Linked DNA regions of Mus musculus: region 1 is linked to region 2. Evidence: chromatin contacts called from public promoter capture Hi-C data. All regions are on one chromosome and are shown on one strand. Each heading gives the region's core, a stretch centred on a gene start, on an enhancer-like site or on the middle of the called end of the contact. The rest is flanking DNA. Distances are from core to core; before and after follow the strand shown.

Region 1 (3,064 bases), core at 76-2,575, 100 kb before region 2:
AGCCCATGCTGGCCTGGAACTCAGAGCAATTCTCCTGCTTTGACCTCTGGAGTGCTATTACACTACACACCTCTGAATGTCTTAACAATTTATCACATCCAACATGTAAATTCACCATACCCATATCCACACAGAGTTGGGCACACAGCCGACATGCACATGCATGTGATACATATGCACATGTATGCTATAGGGTAGGTTCTCCAGAGCATGCAGGCTTAGAGCACTACACCCCGAATTGCAAGAGACAACTACACACACACACACGCACACACACACAGAGAGAGAGAGAGAGAGAGAGAGAGAGAGAGAGAGAGAGAGAGAGAGAGAGAGAAACATTCACATATACTTACACAGAGAGACAGAGACAGAGACAGACAGACAGTCAGTCAGTCAGTCAGAGCGCACCTAGCACCAAGTTGGAATTGAATGAATGAGGAAATGAAAGACATTTAGCACAATCAGACAACAGTCAATAAATACATTTGGGGGAGGGTAACCCTATTCTACCATGCAAACAGTCCCAACCAGAAACAAGAGTATAGGAGCCAGATTTCTGGGTCCTCCTGTTACGGAATCACAATGGGGCAGCAGGACCTTTGATCTCCAGGTAGAAGACGGTTCTTAGCAGTGGGGAGACTGGGGCGCCAAGAGGCAAAGGGCTCACTGGTATGAGGCAGAGGGTCCTGTGTTCTCCAGCCGACCTGGGCGCACTGGGCCATCTGGGTGGCTGTCACTCCTCTTTTGCTTCCGCAGGCTAACTTCTCTAAGCATCCTGAAGTGAATTCACCTGCTCCCAGCTGCCCACCGTGAACCCAGACGATGGGGTCTTTACCTCCTGCCAGGTTCGTCTCCAAACCTCCCTACACTCAGGGCTCGCATCTCTCCCCTGCTCTCCCTTGTCTGGCAGCTTGGTGAGATGTCCCACCCCTAACCCCAGGGTGGGTCTCAGACAACAGAAGCCTGGGGAAAAGCAGACAGGAAGAGGGTAGAGATGGGGAAGACCCAAGAGATAGAGGGAGTAGGGGAGGGGGGGTGAGGGGGAGAGAGTGACAGAGAGGAATAGAGGGAGGGGCAGAAGGAACTCTAAGGGGCAAAAAGGGACATTTAGAGGCAGAAAGAGGCTCAGGGCGGGACGGCACAGTCACCTACCCTCCGGGCCATGAGCCGGCGCCGCCTGTCCTGGGCTCGGGAGGTCACGGCCTGGAGCTCATCGCGGCAGGAGGTCCCCGAGGTCCCCGCCGGGTGCCAGGGTCTCCGAGTGGCCAAGACCCGCGGATCGCGGCCGAGGGTGGCGGCGGCTCCTCCGCTCACACGGGCCCGGCCTGTGTCACATCCGGAAGTTCACGCGGAGACGCTTAACCCGCTGTCTGCCGGAGCGGGGCCTCCTCCCGAGCGGCCCCTCTCCTGTCTTGTCCCTCCCCTCTCCTCTGAGTCCCCTCCTCCCTCTCCTTCTCTGCCTCCCCTTCTTCCCTCCGTGCTGTCCCCTCCCTCCTCCTCTCCTCTTCCTGGACTCCAGGTCTGCCTCCACCCACCTTGGCCTTTGTATGTCAGATTCGCGGGGTCTTGTGTCTGGAGCTTCCCGCGGTCCCCACCCTCCCTCTTGGTCCTCACTGCTTCTTGCTCTCTCCCTGCCTGGCCGCCAGGGGTCTGCAGTAGCTTTTTGCCCCTCCTCTCTGGTCACTCTTCTGTCTCTGTCTCTCCTGTCTAACCATGAGACGGGATTAAAGCAAACCAGGCACAGGAAAGAACCAAGCTTATATTTTCGTTTGTCTTCTTGCTCCGTTTCTGTCCCTTGTCTCCCCTGGGGGGACAAGGGGGCTGTCGGCCCGAGGCTCCAGTGTGTGTCTAGAAGTGGCAAAGTATTGAGCTGCTGTGCTTCCCTCAGGGATGTGTGTGCCTCTGTCCTTCTGAGCCCTGTGTTCAGGAAGGCCCTTAGCCTGGATGAAGCCCTCTCAGCTGCCCCTAGGGGAGCAGCCTGGGACCTCCGAGCCTTGCGGGGGTGGGAGGGTGGGGGTGGGGTGGGGTGTAAATCGTGGGTCTAGCCACTGAGGCGGTGCAGACAAAAGCTGTCAGTCAAACCCCAAGACAAGCTTTGGAGTGAAATTCCAGTGGCAAAAAGTAATTGTGCCGGGTGTGTGTGGTACTCAGGGAGACTGAGGCAGGAGGAGCATGAGTTGGATGCAAGCCTGCTTATACGGTAAGATTCTGTCTCCAAAAACCAGAGGAAAAGAGGAGGATGTGGGTTGGGGGAGGAAGAGGAAGGAAGGAAAGAAAGGGAACCTGAGAAAGGGACAGAGAAGGGAACAGAATCAGAGAGAGAGAGAGAGAGAGAGAGAGAGAGAGAGAGAGAGAGAGAGAGAGAGAGAGAGAGAGAGAGCGCAGAGAGTGGAGGCAGCTGAGAGCCTGCTCACTGACTCTCTCACTGTTGGTGGTGTGAGCCCCGCTGGGCTAGCTGGAGGTACATTTTATGACTCCCATAAACAGGCCTCGCACTCCTTCATCTTCTCTGCTGGAAATAAAACAAAAGCCAGGGCAGGGGTGACAGGTGGGGAGGGCCTGAGAGGCTATGGAGGAGGGAGGACCCTGCTTCTTCTCAGCTCCTCTTATTGTCCTGAGTGTGCCCCTCTTTCTCCTCACCCTGTTCTGTCACCTGGGACACCCACAGATCCTGATGGAGTCCAGACCTTTCTCTAACATGCCTTTCACTCTCTGCAACAAACCAGGGCTCTAGATTTCAGGGGGCCTTGCCTGACTGTGGGCTTATCACACTGAGTGGGGTCCCCCTTCAGGTTTCCCCACTTTGGCCCTTTGAGGCTGGCGGGGAGTGGGGTTAGCTACACACATGTACCCCAACATAGGTACTGTGAGGTAGAAGATTAATCGAAGTAACTTTCAATTAAATGTGTAAAGACCCTGCCAGCTCTTCCCTCCCTGACTACCCTCATTGGAGATTTGTGGAGGGGAACACAGCAGTCTAGGGTCACAGCATTGATTTGTGTCTTGGGGCAGTCACCTTTGTCCTCATGGGACTGGATTTTTGGGTAGGGGGATGGCAGGGTCT
Region 2 (2,851 bases), core at 82-2,581:
CCACAGGAGACCAACAGCAAACTAAAATGACACTCACACAAGCTGCTCAATTATTTCACTAATTCTCTCCTTTTCTTCGATGGTTGAAGAGAAAACCTTGGAACTGAATCAAGGCCCTATTTAAGATGAAGTATTACTGACAATATTGGTTGTAAAAAACAACTAGCTGGGCATGGCACAATCTATAGTCCTGGTTCCTGGACAGACTGAGGCAAGAGGTCTGATGGAGCCTCAGTGTTCTGAAAAGATGGCAAGACCTCCCTCTTTTAAAAAGACAAAGCAGGATTTAATCAAGCACCTGTCTGGTACATTATGGTCTATGGGAGGCTTTTGCAGTCTTCTCCTTTTCATGTCTCACCATTGTTCTAGAGCAGTGGGCATGTGAGGATTGGGGTCCCCTTATTTTACATGACATGAGGTCTGGAAAAGCTGGACTAGTACAAGACAGAATGGACAGGATCCCCACTTACTCTGGACAAATGCTCTTGAGATACAGCAGTAATATAAACGTCCCCTACAAGCCTGATGGTCTGCCTCCACACAGATCAAAGATGGGGATGCCAGTCTGTGGGATGGCTCGGTGGTAAAAGCACAAGCTACGGAAGCCTGAGGACCTGTATTTAACACCCAGAACCCACAAGCTGACAATTCCAAAGTAGGATAAAAGCCTCCTCTACAAGAAGAGATTTTTGTTTTGTTTTTCCTTTCCTTCCTTCCCTTTATTAGCATGTTGAAGTCAGGGTCTTACTATGTAGCTCTGGCTGGCCTCTATTTGCAGTGTTCCTCCTGTGTTTGTATTCTACATGCTGGAGTTATGAGCAGGCATCATCATGCCCAGCTAAGGAGACCTTTCCTAGCCAATGCCAGCGGATTCAGTCCCTGGCTACCTGCAGGAACTGTAGGTGCTCAGTCCATGAGCAGCCTCACCTTGTAAGGAGGTCTGTGACTCAGAGTCTGCATATTCTTCCAGCAGCTTCACAGAGTCACTGTCCTTCCCCGAGTATAGGGACAGGGTGTCCAGATTGTCCTCTAGCACTTCACTGGGCATATCAGATGTGGAGAGACTGGGGTCAAGGTCCAAACCGCTTAAGCCAGCGTAGAGCAGGTCCCGTGTGCTGGGGCCCAGGTCCCGGTTGAGTGTGTCACTGCAGTTGAGCACTTGACTTTCAGAGAAGGATGGGAGGTGCCCTTCTGATGGAAGTGCTCCCTCTTCCCCAAGACTGTATGGCTCCATGGCTTTCCACTGCCAGGTCCTGGCTAGAGCCCGTCTCCAGACAAGCAAAGCCGTGTCCAGAGTCAGGAAGGGAAGAGCCCTCGCTGGCAGCTAGCTCCTGAAAATGAACAAGGACGTATTAGAATCAAGAGGTGGTAGGTGTAGTAGGCAGAATGTAGACTTGAAAATGGAGCCACTGAGATGGGTCTGTTCTTAGCCATTTAACCTTGCTGCACGACCTTGGGCAAGATCCATGAACTCCATTTCCTCATCTGTCAACTAGACAAAAGAATAACACATGGTGGACTGCAGAGTCCTCTGCCTCCAGTTATAAATATTAGAAAGATCAAATAGACTTTAATGTGTGTCTAGGCAGAAAAGACAAGCAAGGAAAATCCCAAGGCCAGCAACAAGGAAACTCAAAGTTAGAGTCTGTGCAGGCACAAGTCAGTCCACTGGGACATCCAGGCCCAAGTTTAAGCCTGGGGATGCTTGTCCACTTGTTCCATGTGGCCAGGAGACACATGAAATACCACTGCACAAAGGGAGGCTTACTGTGTGTGTAAAAGAGCCTGGACTGGGAAAGTCTCATACAAAAAAAAAAAAAAAAAAGTAAATACAATGAGTTTTAATATAGAGTAAATGTTGAAGTTAGGTTGGGGGTGTAGCTCAGTTAGTAAAATGCCTATCCTAGCACACTCAAACTTCTAGGCTCCACTCAGCATCACATAAACCAGGCATGCCTGTAGTCCCAACATTTGGGATATGGAGGCAAGATATCCTTGGGTAAATAGATAGTTTGAGGCCAGCCTGTGTTTCATGAGATGCTGTCTCAATAGTCCTATCACCCTGATCCCCAAAAAGGAATAAAAGAGGAAGTTTTACTAACCACATTCTAAAAATAAAAAAGATTACAAGGAAGTACTATGAAGAACTGTGTTTAGACAGTGCACTCACACAGAAGATAGGCTACAATACACACCCAATGTGTTAAGTCATTGAACTCAGATACAAAAAAATCAATGAGCAAATTTCTAGAAATAGACAGATTATCAAAATTCACTCAGAAGAATATATGAATGATCTTAAAACAAATTAAAAGATAAGGGGATATGCAGTGGTGCCCACCTATACTTCTAGCATGCCAGAAGTTGAGCGAGACAAGTCCTTGAATCCAGGAGTTCAAGACTGGCCTAGGAAAAACAAGCAGGAGAAGAAAAGAAAAGAGAAGAGGGAGGAAGGAAGATAGGGATGAAGAGAGGAGAAAGATGGGGAGGGGAAGCAAAGGTAAGAGGAGAGAGAAATGAAAAGGGAAGGAAGGGAAAGAAAATACTAAATTCATATTGAATTCAAATAATTCTCACCTATCTTACCACAGAAACACAAAACAAAACAACAAAACTTTATTATGTGGTGATGAAACATGCCTTTAATTGCAGCACTTGGGAGGCAGAAGCAGATGGATCTATGTGTGTTGAGGCCAGCCTGGTCTAAAAAGTAAGTTTTAGGACAGCCAGGACTACACAGTGAAACCCTGTCTTGAAAAACCAACAAAACAAAAATCTTTATTAAAACTCTTAGTAATGGTGAAAGGTTCAGGGGCCCAGCAGGCCTCTACAGGAAAATATGACCTGCTGG

The links. Promoter capture Hi-C pulls out the DNA fragments that hold promoters and counts their contacts.
Region 1: a contact with region 2 is called in a promoter capture Hi-C map of the HPC-7 cell line. The contact joins the promoter of Meis3 here to the promoter of Zfp541 in region 2. A contact is called at or near these places in 12 of 39 promoter capture datasets (the C10 cell line, the HPC-7 cell line, the SN4741 cell line and 7 more), 1 of 15 datasets of contacts at CTCF or cohesin (the NIH/3T3 cell line), 5 of 484 Hi-C or Micro-C datasets (B cells, Th1 cells, bone marrow-derived macrophages and 2 more), 1 of 115 datasets of contacts at active chromatin or transcription factors (embryonic stem cells) and 5 of 9 other capture datasets (adipose tissue, embryonic stem cells, liver and 2 more).

The regions. Positions count from the first base shown.
Region 1 is chr7:16,173,656-16,176,719 of GRCm38.p6, reverse strand. Meis3 (Meis homeobox 3) reads right to left here and starts at 1,325. Exons shown (of 13, transcript NM_008627.4): 1 at 1,153-1,325. The coding sequence starts at 1,164.
Region 2 is chr7:16,070,325-16,073,175 of GRCm38.p6, reverse strand. It overlaps Zfp541 (zinc finger protein 541), which reads right to left and starts at 1,331. Exons shown (of 16, transcript NM_001099277.2): 1 at 928-1,331. The coding sequence starts at 1,234.